Regions from separate parts of the Drosophila melanogaster genome. Here all the other regions are linked to region 2. The links are chromatin contacts, called in public Hi-C maps. All regions are on one chromosome and are shown on one strand. The core of a region is the stretch at or near the end of the contact, and the rest is flanking DNA. Distances in the headings are between cores, read along the strand shown. Region 1 holds the start of bocks (bocksbeutel). Region 2 holds the start of Unc-115a (Uncoordinated 115a). Region 3 holds the start of SpdS (Spermidine Synthase).

The links. A called contact is a pair of places that touch in the nucleus more often than the background predicts.
Region 1: a contact with region 2 is called in a Hi-C map of the Kc167 cell line, with 2.4 times the contacts expected there. A contact is called at or near these places in 8 of 107 Hi-C or Micro-C datasets (the D17-c3 cell line, the Kc167 cell line, the ML-DmBG3-c2 cell line and 3 more).
Region 3: a Hi-C map of the Kc167 cell line shows a contact between it and region 2, with 2.7 times the contacts expected there. A contact is called at or near these places in 19 of 107 Hi-C or Micro-C datasets (the Clone 8 cell line, the D17-c3 cell line, the Kc167 cell line and 9 more) and 2 of 7 datasets of targeted methods (both in the Kc167 cell line).

What each region holds. Positions count from the first base shown.
Region 1 is chr3R:9,587,638-9,592,255 of dm6, forward strand. It overlaps bocks (bocksbeutel), which reads right to left and starts at 3,365. Exons shown (of 2, transcript NM_141660.4): 1 at 2,246-3,365; 2 at 1,831-2,145. The coding sequence starts at 3,292. The coding sequence ends at 2,137. CG8312 reads left to right here and starts at 3,672. Exons shown (of 5, transcript NM_141661.2): 1 at 3,672-4,548. It overlaps P58IPK, which reads left to right. Exons shown (of 3, transcript NM_141659.4): 3 at 360-1,944. The coding sequence ends at 1,645.
Region 2 is chr3R:9,701,834-9,706,879 of dm6, forward strand. It overlaps Unc-115a (Uncoordinated 115a), which reads right to left and starts at 3,584. Exons shown (of 10, transcript NM_001300328.1): 1 at 3,112-3,584. The coding sequence starts at 3,115. trbd (trabid) reads right to left here. Exons shown (of 9, transcript NM_141674.3): 9 at 4,163-4,993. The coding sequence ends at 4,915.
Region 3 is chr3R:9,629,864-9,634,701 of dm6, forward strand. SpdS (Spermidine Synthase) reads left to right here and starts at 1,778. Exons shown (of 2, transcript NM_169298.3): 1 at 1,778-1,991; 2 at 2,514-3,810. The coding sequence starts at 1,858. The coding sequence ends at 3,243. It overlaps Calr (Calreticulin), which reads right to left and starts at 988. Exons shown (of 4, transcript NM_001275501.1): 1 at 815-988; 2 at 586-690; 3 at 1-317. The coding sequence starts at 902. Scm (Sex comb on midleg) reads right to left here. Exons shown (of 4, transcript NM_169299.2): 3 at 4,674-4,838; 4 at 3,496-4,612. The coding sequence ends at 4,475. It also overlaps sisRNA:CR46357 and asRNA:CR45053.

The DNA of each region.
Region 1 (4,618 bases), core at 2,115-4,614, 110 kb before region 2:
TAAATATAACTGGCTTGTACACACGAAAGAATCGGAATATCTATGACAATACATTTATATTCTTTAATTCACGTGAATTTACATAACATCGCGTTCAAAAGTGTCCATTGGCAACGAATCTAAATATTTTATAAAGATTTTAATTATTTTTGATTAACAAATCATAGAATCGTATGGTTTAAAACATAACCATGTTTTGCAAATGCCAAGGTCAATAAACAAACTTGTATCTTTTGTCTTGAATTTGATGATAACATTAATTTGGTAAACTTTTGTTTAGGACTACATTCATTTGTGCTAGGATATTTTTTAGCCTTTCTATGCCCTCGTCATTGATTTAACCATTATCATTTTCACAGAGGGCGATGCCAACAACTATCTGACGCTTTTCAAGCGCGGCACCGTCTATTTGGCGCTGGGCAAGACGCGCTTTGCCGTCCAGGATTTCAGCAGGGTGCTGGAACTGAAGCCAGACTTTATGGCCGCCCGAATCCAGCGGGGTGTTGTGCACATGAAGAGCGGAGAGTACGAGCAAGCGATCCAGGACTTTGATCAAGTCCTTCAAGAGGAACCCAACAACGGCTTGGTGCTGGAGCACTATTCCCGCTTGGCACCCGCCCAGGAGCAGTGGGTCCTTGTACAGCAGCTGATCCAATACAGTGATCACCAAAACGCCATCCCCATGATCACACAGTTGCTAGAGATCTCGCCGTGGGCTGTGCCCTTCCGGCAGGCTCGCTCTGATGCCTACATTGCAATCAATGATCCACTGTTAGCCATTGCTGACTTGCGACAGGTGAACCGACTCACCCAGGACAGCACTGAGGGTCACTACAAGATTGCACAGCTGCTGTACACAATTGGCCACGCCACAAATGCCTTAAAAGAGATCCGCGAGTGCCTGAAGTTCGACCCGGAACACAAGCTCTGCTTCCCCTTCTACAAGAAACTACGAAAGGTGGAAAAGCAGCTGGTTAACGCAGAGCAAGCGCGTGAGGAGAAGCATTTTGCCGAGTGCATAGCCGCCGGAGAGGCAGTCCTGCGTAACGAGCCGGAGGAGACGATGATCCGGTATGAGGGACACAAGGTGCTCTGCACTTGCTACACGGGCGACGAGCAGTTTGGCAAGGCTTTGCAACAGTGCAAGGAGGCACTGGATATTATGAAGGATGCTCAGGTCTACTGTGATCGTGCTGACGCATTGCTGGGCACCGAAATGTACGACGATGCCATACACTCCTTCCAAGCAGCTCTCGACCTGGAAGAGAGCAACACCCGCGCTAAAGAAGGCATCCAGAGGGCAAAGAAGCTGCAGAAGCAGTCAGAGCGCAGGGATTACTATAAGATATTAGGCGTTAAGCGTAGCGCCAGCAAACAGGAGATTGTGAAGGCCTACAGGAAGGCGGCGCAAAAGTGGCATCCGGACAACTTCCGCGACGAGGAAAAGAAGGTGGCCGAGAAAAAGTTTATTGACATTGCCGCAGCCAAGGAGGTTCTCACGGATCCCGAGAAGCGTCGTCAATTCGACAACGGCGAGGATCCATTAGATCCTGAGAGCAATCAGCGTGGCGGCTTCCATGGCGAACATCCGTTTGGACACTTCCAACACGGGTCGCCGTTCCAGTTCAAGTTCCACTTCAATTAGTCAGCCAGCAGCCATTTGCTTTGTGATGTCCTAGCCGCGATCCCCGATATCCTTTAACGATTTTACACTGTTTTGTTCATTTAAATGGCGTGTAAATAGTAGCATAAAGCATAAATAAACCCATGGTCCGTTGTCAGAGAGTACCACAAACAAACACAAATCGCAACAAAACACACTGAGCACTTACATTTAATTAGTTTATTTAATACAATACAATAATTATAATGTAGTACATTTTTCTAATTATGTATAAAAAGAAACAATATGCGAGAACAAGCAATTAAAGACTTGGCAAATTGAGTTGAATATTTGTTAGTTTTGAACATGTTTGGAATTGAAGTAGTAGTCTTAAGGTGCAAAGTCGTCATAAATATTCCTTCGCTGTAGTCTGTGGTTGAAATGCGTGGAGTAACCAAAACCAAATGTATTCCGCGATATGAACGCTTCTCAGGCGTTGGGTGTCAATACCACGTACACCATGGTGGCCAGCATCACTGACACTACCAATATTAAGTAGAATTTGAGATTATATTTTTGATCCAATGACACCGCCAGTGCACGGAACTGCGCCATAGGCGAAACCTGATCGTGGTGTCTTACCAGAGGTTTTCTAGCCAGCGGCGAGAAGCGATTCTTTTGGAAATGGCTATTGATGGGTACTTCCTCGACTTCGGACTCGCTCTCCGTCTCCATGGGTTCGCCTGCGTCATTCGGCTGATCGTAGAATTCATTTAGTTGTGGATATAGAGTGTTTACTGCGGTGGTCGGCTGGAGCAGGCGACCACGGGCCAGATTGGATCCACTAACTGGAACACTCTGTCGCTGGCGAATGGGTGCTGGAGCTGGTGCTGGGCCACCAAAAGGCCTAGCGGATCCGCTGAAAGTGTTTCTTGGCGAAATGGGTGAAAGTTTTGGATTGTACGTAGATGACTCCTCGTAGCTGGTTGAGTTTAAGTTGGTTTGAGTCAGCAGGGGACGCGAAAAACCCAAATCTGTGGGTCTGTATGTCGAAGGTTCGATGCGTGGCTCGTATGTGGGAAGTGCGTGAAGAGTGGCGGCTGGCACATGGGGTCTTTCGTAGGTGTAGCTGCGTGGTATATCCTCCTGTTCGTACAGCGGCTGGTCAACTTCGCGTGTGTAAGATGTGGTCAAAACTCCGGATTTGGCTAGAGAAACATAACGTCTAGGCTGCTGGTCCTTGGAGTAATTAGGCACCGGAGAGTCCACCATGTAGGAGTCGTCGTCCTCCGACTGGGAGCTCATATCCGACACCGTGGTAGTAGTCTGCACAGATCTTCCCGAGATCGAGGTGTTGTCTAGTCCATAGGCGATTGTGCGACGACTTTGTTCGCTGATCTTGTTGTTGTTGCTGCTAGTGCGTCCTGCACTCTTGCCGGGCGTACGACGCACTGGCTCCGATGTGGGCGTCGTTACCTGGCTGCCGTGTACGGTCTCACGCCTCGGAATCGCTTTCTTACTTGCAGATTTGCTTTTGTTCAGCGGAACCCCGGTGATTTTGGCCTTTAGTCGGCGAATTATGACGCTGCGGGTGCTGTCCGTCACGGGAACACCGGGCAGGCCGTGCTCCAGGCACTTGGCCAGCAGCTCCTTGTTGCCCAACGTGTCCAGGTAAGAAAGGTCCGACATTATTTTCCGCCGTGGTGAAACTCAAAACACACAAAAATAGCAATGTCGTCACAATGTTGTCTATTAGTGATGGAACGGCAGCGATAGAATGTTCAATCTAAGTGCACGCCTATCGATTGCTGCTAAAGTAATGTTGTTTGACAAACTATAGCTAGATTTCATATGCTGGATGAGCTGTGCACGAAAGTAAAAACAATTTTTTAACATCAGACAGAAGAACAAACTACTTGAAGAAAAACTTAACTCGATATTTTATGTGCAATCGCCTCATGTGCAGTGTTATAAAATGCCTACAACTAAACATTTACAGCAGTGCTGCCAGACCTGGTTGGATACGCTTGCTATGGTTTATTTCAACTAACGCCCGACGGTCACACAGTTAGTTTTATGAAAATCGAACGCGCAACAGGTGTTCAATCGCAAACAAGACGCTCGAATTAAACGAATCGCCGCGCGGAAAGCGCTCGCCAAGCCAAAGAAAATCCCCAAGTCGCAGTGCGGAAAACTGAGGAGATATAGCATCGTAACATAAACAGTGGATTGTGGAAAAACAATCGTGAATCATTTGCACCTGTTTGGCGGCCAATATTTCTTCACCTTTTTGCTTTTCTGCGCCTGCGTGTGTGCCTCACTTCGCTTATTACACTTTTGTTTACCTCAATCGCGGGTGTTATTAAAGTTTTTGGCATCGATTTCGAGTAGCAAAGCAAGTGGCTGGAAACATTCGACAATTTGCTGGCTGCAATTGCAGCATATTTTCCATTTAGCCAAGCAAGAGCAAGGGAAACAAAAACAGCAACAACAGCAGCAGTAGAAGCAGCAGCATAAACATAAACCAAAAAACCGGTTAAAGCGGACAAGAGCGAGAAAGGCGCCCCAAAAAAGAGCAAGCGGGACAAAAACAAACACATAAAACGTGAAAAACAACAACGAATCAAAGTAGATATAAATACTAAACGAAAAAAAAAATATCCTCGTATTTGGGTTTTTGTTTTTTTGTTAAGCGCAAACAGAAAATAAGTGCGTTTGTTCTTTGTTTAAACGTGTTGACATCGTGTTTTCCCTGTAAAATTCCTTATCGGCCGATCGAATCGAAAGTGAACGAGTAATTGCCTTTCTGGTATTTGGTTTATTACATTTCGATATTGCTATTGCCCAAACTCAAACTCTGCGCGTGGCCTCCTTCTTATCGGCAGTCCAGTTCACCAGTCTACTCCACCAGAAGAACTACCTGTTGCCGCAACAATTAACACCAGGTGAGCAATAAAACCAACCCTTTTTACACTTCTGCAGCTTAGAATGCCCAATAGGACCGACCACCGGGTA
Region 2 (5,046 bases), core at 2,334-4,833:
TCGTATTTGAAATATGTACAAACAAACAATACGAAAATTCGGAACGAGAACATATACATATGTACATACATACGGAGTATGGTACAATAAGAAAAAAAACCCGTCCGGCTGCCAGGGGGCAAGTCCAAGGTTACAGTCGCACACTCCGACCAGACCCCATCGATTCGATGTGGAGGGGTCAAGCTGCAGGGCAGCGAAAATATTTTAATTAATTTCAGCCGCGCCCAAAATGCCACAACGACCCTAACCTTAAACGAAGAAATCGAAACTAAACCCTAAAGCACTAAGAGGGTCATAAACCTGCACGCAGAAAAACGATTAAAAATTCGTTATCTTTTCCATATATTAGGAGATCTTCCAACAATAGGATATCAAGACAGCTCAAATAAAATATTTATATTACTTTACCAATATGGCATTGAAATTAAATAAACGAGAAAATGTGTATTTACCATAATTATCTAAAAATGGTGTGAATTTTAAAACATTTACACCATTAACATTATTTTCCGTGCACGGAAAATCGCAAATTAAAGCTAGAGGCAGGAGAAGCGACCTTCGTCACTAGCACGGCATGCACTCAAAAGCGCACGGTGCCAGTTCAAGCGGAGCAAGTGCGTCAAATCCTTGACTGACTGCGGGCAGGATAATGTCGAGGACAATGCAGGTCAAGGCGACGGGCGGAAGCAGGTGAAACGCCACTCCAGCTGGCTGGCAGACAATAAATAAGCCCGAAAGCAAACATCGCTCTCTTGTGCATTCCACGCCCACGACAACGATTCACCCACGAATGGTTCTGTTTGTACGCACAAACATTTCTAGTTTGGAAGAGCAACAACATAATATACACAAATGATTATTTGGCAAGGCAAATCAACAGCAGCGGCCACATAAATAGGAAGCTTACTTTTGTACCTACATACAAAGGTGGTTCAGTTGAGAATGTAAACATTGGTGGAAGGTGGGAAGTTTACATTTGTTTGGCAAAAGAAAACCTGTTTAATAAATACATATATAATATCCTCAGTTTTTTCATTTTCGGTTGGTATTTCTTTGACTGCTGCTATACACAAATACGCGTTGGTTTCTTTCACGGAATTACTCATCCAATTCAAAATGCTTCGCAAGTGTTTTTTTTATGCTGTGCTACCTGACGCACATGTATTTATATTTAAGCACATCCACGGTTTAGAGTTTTCGGTGCTTCGGTCGATTTGAAAGTGCTTCCTGTATGCTTATTAGACGAAAAGTGAAAAGAGCACCCCACACAAGTGCAGCTGATGACGCTGCAGCTACGAAAATAGCATTCAATTAGACAAGTGAAGGGGTTAGGGGGGGGGGGGGCTGAGGAGGAGGCGGAAAGTGGGAAAATAAGGAAAATGAATGGGGGGATTGGGGCACAACACAAGAGGAGATGCCACTTTCTATGCAAGTGCTCTGACCTATATAACCCCGCCTGGGAAACGCCAACGAAATGCCATGAAACACCACGAAATGCACGGCGAAGACGAACAAATCAACGGCGAAATAAATGAGAAAAATTCCACTAAATGAATGAGGGGATGGTGGGTGGCTGGAGATCGGGGATAGGGGTCTGGGGAATGGGGCTCGTTCGCCCCTTTCGCTTTCATTTGAGCACGGGCACAGCGGCAGCGTAGTCAAACGAAAAAGGAAACCCAGTGGAAGTCAATGCTCTTGTCATGAGTTCATGTCGAGCAATTGCTGCCGCCTTTGCCGGAGGCGGAGATTCGGATGGCTATTGTTAAGCCTTTTGCGGCGGGCGACTCGACATTATGGGGTACACATCGACGACCACTTCCACATTCACATCCACATCCCCATCCCCATCCTCACCAAGTCCAAGTCAATTAGGCATTTTAGGCACGCATGCAACTACTTGTAGACGGGATGAATACTGCACTCGGAGAAATGGCCAATATCCATTCCACTATTACAAACCTATCCCACCAAAAAGTAATGTGTACTTTAGTGAGCTATAAGGGTTATCAATTCCACGCTAAGCTGTTTTCCAAATAGCTAAATCGTAGATTTGTTTATTTATATGTATTCACTATAATTTAAATTTTTTAGCTTTCAAAATAACCAAACATTTGAGTAAGCCATCAAGTGATTTTTGCAAATTTGAGATCGTTTCTTAATGCCTCAAAAAGTGTGCAATAAGATTGAATGGATAAGATTCAACTTCGGAAAGCTGTAACCATTCTTCTTTCCCACACACACACACACAGAAAACGAGACCCATTTTTAGGGCAGTGCATGCATATGAACTTAATTAGGGCCAGTAGCGGAGTAGCCGAGTAATTAATCATTGACAACACAAGTACACGTCTCGAATAGCGGTATACGCAAGCCCTTTGCAGCGGCAACTCGAGAATGGAAGGCGGAAAATGTAGGAATCCGACGCCAAAAGGCAGGCCCATTCCCATTCCCATTCCCATTCTCATTCCCATTCACATGCACATTGAAGAACGGTTTCGGTTTGGCAGGCTTACAGGTTTATGTTTGCGGGTTATTCGAGAGCGGCTCTCACGACGGGACGCCCTAACGGTATCGTGTGTAATTGCAGTTGCACAAGCACTTTGAGGTTTATTCGGTCAGCGTTTCAGATCCCTTCAGCGACAATATCACCCCGAATTAGTCCGAAAAGTGTTATGAAGTTAAAAAGTAAAGAAGCGAACACGAAACTTGTTCATACAACAACACTGACGTCATCCCAGCTGAGAAATTAAAATAGGGAGTGGACGTGGACTACAATCATATGCGAGTGGGGCAGTGTTGGTGAGAGCGATCCGACTCTCAGCTGGCCAGTATTGATTGATGATGACCCACCGGCAGTGGTTGAAGAAGGTGCAGGGAAGGGGATGGGGAAGGGGAAGAGGGAACATGCGAGAGACCACCTGAGCTACTATCCCTCTGCCCTCTCGCTATATGAACCACTCCTACGATGCGATAAGGCCGATAATGCCATAATGCTGGTATCGCACCACCCACCACCCCCTTTCGATAACTTTGCGCAGACACACACACACACACACACACCTTAATCGAAGAGAGAGAGACAGTATCTGTGTTTGTCGGCAGATAACTTACCCATGGCGAGATACTATATACTGCTGTGCTCTTCGCTTTTTCGCCTGCAAAACGGGGGAGGGAATCACGCACACTAGAACAGAGAGACACACACGGGGAAAGCACAAATACTCGCGCACAGGTCACCACTACTTCCTCTTCACTTCACTAACAAAATTTTTCTTCTGCTAAGATTTTTTCTATTTGTATCTTTCGCCGTATGCATTCGCAATCTGCGTAGCACGATTGTTAGACTGTAAACATGTGTGAGTCTGGATAGGAGTGTGGTTAATAATGCGTTCGCAGCTCGAATGACGAATGTGCGATTTGCTTTTGGTGTGGTCTCGCACTTTAAATTTGACGACAAAGATCACAGCGGAAAATGGTGGCCTTTTTGAAATGCCTGAATGTCTGATTCTCAAATCGGAGCTGCGACCAGCAAAAAAACACCGCACCGCACCAGCAACGAAACCGACGGCAGCAAAAAGACGACTAAGTATCTGAGAGATACGGCTCGGATGGCAAAAACATCGTGCTTCCAAGAATACACTAAAATTAACCCCAAAGATAAGTTTCGTATGGAAATAGCGGTTGGGTGTTAAACTTGGCTACAATTGGAAAGGTGGGGAGCTCGGCTGTGGAAGAGCATGTATTAGTGATGACACCGTTCGTGCCACTGTACCGTTCCCTATAAATTTGATAATCTATAAAAATAACAAGTAATTCCATAAATGATGCTGCTTATAATTTACTTTGTACTTTATAGAGACAGAAATAATAATGAACTACTTTTTTTTATCTATCTACTAGTAAAGTTAGTTTGGGCAATAAAGTAGGAAAGTCCATACTTTATTAAAATAAATTCAACTATAGTCATTTTGTTTCCGTTTAAATCTTTACTTAAAACTTTTATTTAAATAAGTGATTTTTTTTATGCGTTTTGCGTGTACATTTGCACAATAAGCTTTCTTAGAAGTTAATAATAATAATTGTAATAACATTACTAACAAAAATAATAATGAGATAAAATTCCATTTATAATACAATAAGAATAAAATTCATTATGTTATTGGCCCTTTGTTCAACTGTCTAGAACCATAGGATTTCTATATATGTTATATAATTATAGATATTATATTTATAGGCATGAATGTATAATGATTCATAATAATTCCAAAAAGTGTTTTAAAAACTATCAATAAACATTTCAATGACGCTTTCATTTTCACCCGCTGCATAATTATGTTGTGTGTTCGCCACCCATTTAAAATTTAATAGTACATTGAGATTTGCAATATTTTAAGTCCGGAGCTTGGGTATTCACATTAACTACCGCGTACATAGGTGTACAAATTCCACCGCTTAAATTCGCATCTGCCTTTCGTACACGTAATCATTTAATGGATTGTTTCACATGTGAGTGTAATTAAATCTACCAGTGTATAGCTTCAATTTCGTAGTAAATGTGGTCTATATTGCCTCGACGACCCAGTGTGAATAAATTTGACTAAAATCAACGAACGTTGACTTGGGAACGGATATGATATACATACGTCGATCAATCTATTTTCGTACGTTGCTACTTAACCTTTAGTTTGCTTTCAATTTAGTTACAACTACAACTTTCAACTGCTTGCATATATGCATATGTATTCTCTATAGTTTCCTTTAGCTAGCTGCGAGTGCAAGAGTGTAGGATCTGCACTTGTTATTCCTGTCTCAAAAATCTGCTAACGATCGCCAAAAGTACAAAATAAGGATATTGAATTCTATGCACAGCATCCTAATCAGAAGCTGGGTGACGGATGTGCCGCATCATATCCTCTACTCCTCATCCGAGTCGCCATCACTGGAGTAATGTGTGATTTGAGGGCGACGAATGAAAGGCGCCGTTATCACTTGTCTGAAAGAAAGTTTACAGGTTTAATTAGCATGTCTATGTCCGGAAGGAGAGCA
Region 3 (4,838 bases), core at 528-3,027, 74 kb before region 2:
GTGGGTGTACACGTCATCTTTGCAGCGGATGTCTTTGCTGATTAGGTGGTTCTTGCCCTTGTAGCTGAAGATCACATGGACCTTCTTGGTGCCGGGTCCGCAGATGTCCGGGCCGAACATGATCTCGTACGGCGACTCGCCGTGCATGTCGGTCTGGTCGAGGGAGCAGTCGAACAGCTTCACATAGCCGCCGCCGCAGTCGATATTCTGCTCGTGCTTCACGGAGAACTGCACCACGAGGGGCTTGTCCTCGTTGGAGAAGCCATCAAACTTGCGGCTGGCCGCGTAGAATCGAGCATCCTGAGAGGTCTGAATGCCTATATAATGTGTGTCCACATCAATACGAATGCGCGCCGCGCGGAGGTGGGGGGCGAGAAAAAATGTGTATACAGTTACTATAGCTACTCGAAAACGTACACGTAGTGGTTTTTCTTCTTCTTCCTCTTCTTCTTCGTGCCCATGTTCTCCGCATACACGGGCACATACAAATGCAGATAACACGCCGACGAAAAATAAAAATGGCAGAACGAGCGAAGAGAAAGATTTGGAAAAGGGAGTGACGACACATCGACACATATACGCTACCTTTGTCGGCCTCAGCATCGTTGTAGAAGGTACCGGGGGTGAGGACGAATTTTCCGAACTCCTTGCCAGGATGTTTGCTGTAGATCCACGTATCCTCCCAGTTTTCTACGGGAACAAGCGGGGGAGTGCTTTTATTATTCTTCTATTTTTATTGTCTCTCCTTTCGTTATTCATTGAAGGGGAGCGGAGGACCACATGGCGGCCATAGAACGCGATGACTACCACTTACCGTTGTCGAAATTCTCCTTCAGATAAACCTCGGCACTAATAAAGCCGACTGTCGCCAGCAACACTATCACTGTTTTGCACCACATCATGTGAACGATCCCGCACCACTTTTTGGACTGACTCTTCCAACTCCGATGGTTGTCCGAACTCGGTTAAAGTTAAGTACTAAATGCCGGCAAGAAAGTGCTATTTATTTATTGCATCTAAATCGTGCGTGTCGGAGCGGGACGGCTTGTTACTGAAATTGGTTTGCTGGAACGTTTTCATTGGCCCAAATCAGGCCAATCAGGGATGTCTACGTATTCTTTTTCACCGGCCAGGGCTGATTTCGATAAGCAATCGCATGCTGCCCTGTCGCTATCGATTGCTTGAGCTGGAATTAGAAACACTAAAGTGACCGTTTGCTAATTAAATTAAATTATAAAATATATAAAATTAATATATTCTGGCATACAATTAATCACTTGCAGCAGGCTAAGCTAAGAAAACATAAAATTACTCCAATAACAATTCTTCTACTACTTAACAATTGTAGTAGTTACAGGAAGAACAGTTGTGCTTCCAGAACATTCCTAAGCTTTTTAACGGCTTAAGGGTTTTGAAAATTTTAACTCACACTTACATCACATGTTAACAATTAAGTTTTCACCCGATAAAGTTCATAGTATTTAAAAAGTTAGAATGTTAATTATACATTATAATACAAATCAAAAACAAATAAAGGAATTCCAAAACTTTGCACCTGTATTTCGTTAATTTTAGGAACTTTTTTATCTATAAGTGCTAACTTTTACATTTGACTTTATTACATTAAAAAATTACAATTTTCGCTGGAAATGTATTATATTAATAAAAAAGATAAATAGCCAGAAATAGAAAAGTGAAATTAAATTAATTAAAACAAAAAAGCTTTGGTATTTATACCAATAGACCTTCTAAGGTATTTTTTAAGACCTAGCTTTGTGGCAGATACGGTAAGTTCGTGTCGAGCCCACGTGTTGAGCCAATCTTATCAAACGCCGATTCGAATGCGGCATTAAACAAATGGATTCCCTTAACAACGGATGGTTCAGCGAACTGCAGGCCGATCTCTGGCCCGGTCAGTCATTCTCCCTGAAAGTCAAGGAGGTCATCCACAAGGAGAAGTCCCGGTTCCAAGACATCCAGATCGTTGAAACGTAAGATAAATAATAGATAAACAAATACTTGGACACACAACCCCATTTGTTTACATCCGAAATTCCTCAGTCTAGACTGAAGTTTGAAGATAGATGTCAAAATAAATTAGCTTAGATTGAGATTAAAAAACTAAATTAAAATCATTATAAACACGCAAGTCACACAAATCCGAAATTTTTAACAGCTTAAGCTGTTGAGATTTTAAGGACTAACCTACAATAGCCTAATCCCATATGTATCCTACATTGAAGGTCCCTAAATCATAGATTGTAGAAATCGAAAATTTTCCACTGGTTGTTCAAACACAAATTGCCCAGCCAGCATTTTCGGACCCTTTGGTTTTCGTGTGTTTATTCTTGATCTGCACCAACAGCCTTATCGATGGAGTCATCTAGGGCCAAAAACGACAGACAGAATACTGATAGCAAGTCAGCTCGTCTTTCAGGTTTGAGTTCCTCCAGTCGAACATTGGGTACACTTGCGCCGCTGAAAAAATCAATAATTCGATAATTCTATTACAGCGAAACCTATGGACGGTGCCTAATTCTGGACGGAATCATTCAGTGCACGGCCAGGGATGAGTTCTCGTACCAGGAGATGATATCTTTCCTGCCGCTCTGCGCCCATCCCAATCCCAAAAAGGTCCTGATCGTGGGCGGTGGCGATGGCGGCGTTGCTCGCGAGGTGGTAAAGCATCCACTGGTCGAGGAAGTGCATCAGGTGGAAATCGACGACCGTGTCGTCGAGCTGTCCAAGCAATATCTCCCAGCGATGGCCTGTGGTTTCGCCAACGAGAAGTTGAAGCTTACCATTGGCGATGGATTCGACTATATGAAGAAACACAAGAACGAATTTGATGTCATCATCACCGACAGCTCGGATCCCATTGGTCCGGCAGTGAGCCTGTTTCAGGAAAGCTACTACGAGCTAATGAAACACGCGCTGAAGGATGACGGAATCGTGTGCTCCCAGGGCGGTAGCTTCTGGCTGGACCTGGACTACATCAAGAAGACCATGTCCGGCTGCAAGGAGCACTTTGCTAAGGTGGCCTATGCCGTCACCTCCGTTCCGTCCTATCCCTGCGGCCACATTGGCTTCGTCATGGGCTCCCTGAACAAAAACCAGGACTTCGCTACTCCCAAGCTTGGAAAGTCCGAAATCGATTCTATAGACCTAAGGTACTACTCCTCCGAGGTTCACTCCGCCGCCTTTGCCTTGCCTCGATGGGTGCAGAAGCACTTTTACGAATGACCAGGTTGCGGAAAGATTCGTGTGTATCTGTTTGTTAAAAATAAATATGATAATAATATGACTTGTTTATCATCGCTTCTTAAATTCTTGGATATTTTCAACAAATGCTGACTCTTGCAATGATTCATTTTTAGTCGAATTTTTGTAGCCTGAGTATTTTCCTTCCAATCCGACTACCATCTTTCAGTTATTTTACTGTTGAAAATAGAACAAATTGTAATGTTTATTACGTAATGATATATACAGTTGGCTCTATTTAATTTTTGTATTTGTAAGTGGATGCTGGGTTAACATAATGAGACTTATTGCAATATTTTACACGACCGAATGTTACTCTCATTTATATATCGCATATATTGCAAAACTTTGAAAGGAAGCGTTTCTTATATGCAAAAATGACCTTAACTGCATGTGAATAATTAACTAAAAACTGATATTCAATTTCAATAACTTAATAGAAATTAAATCTTCAACCTGTTTAATGACTAATTAAATATTGTTATAGTTAGGAAACGCAATTGATACATAATTACAAAATTAGATGTAAAATATGTACAATCATTTAATATTGGTTTTTATTTTCTCGCCTATTCTAAAGTTAATTATCATTTCTTTTGTGTCGGATAGATTTTGGTGTCTAATGTGCGTGTTTTTATGTGTAATAAATATAATGTATGTGCATTGCGATTTTGGTAGCCGAGCTCCAGTTTTCGAAAAAGTCGAATCATTTTGTGTCCAATTGAGAACTATTTCACATTTTTCGAAATAGATGGATAAACTAATTATTGTGTGTGTACGAATACTCCACTCCTTTGACTGGGTAAATTTGAATAAACCTATAAAAATTCCTAATTCAAGTATAATAATTTTGTCTAAATAAATCAATTTGTAAATGTGTATTCCAAAAAAAGAATCACGAGCAGTTGGAAAAAAATTAATAATAATGGTTTTGAAAACCGGAGCTTGACTGTGTATAATTTGTTATGCGATTGATTTTGTATAGGGAATTTCATGTCTTCGCGATTACATTTGTTATAGCGTGTTTTATATTATCAATATAATAAAATAGGGTAGGGGTTTTTTCTTCATGAATGGCCAACACATAACACATCTATGAATATCGTTCATGTTTGCTTTGCTTTACGTTAAAGGGAGGTACTAATTTGTTAACAATTTCTATATAAGTCAAACCCGAACCGAGTCCGCTGCCTGAAACTTAATGTTTTTCTGTTTAGAGTGCCAGATTATTTCGACGACCATTGACCTTATTGACTAAATTGCAGATTTTTAAGGCTGGTCCTAGCTTCAGGCCCATGTACTTCATCATCATCTCTGAATTTAGCAATAATAAAGCTTTACCATCGATTTCCTACAGACGAAAATTAGATAAGTTACTTTATTTAAGGTAATTGGTAATAGCTACTACTTACGTGCTTTCGGAAGAGATCACCATGAACTGCAAGGGAGTTGTCGTTGCTCTCGATGTACTGGATCACCTCTTCGATGGTCCAGTCGATCGGCTGCGACCGCAGATGTGAGTTTGCCAAAGCAGAAGTGGGCGTGCTCACGGGTGAGGTAATCGCGGTGTAGCTCGG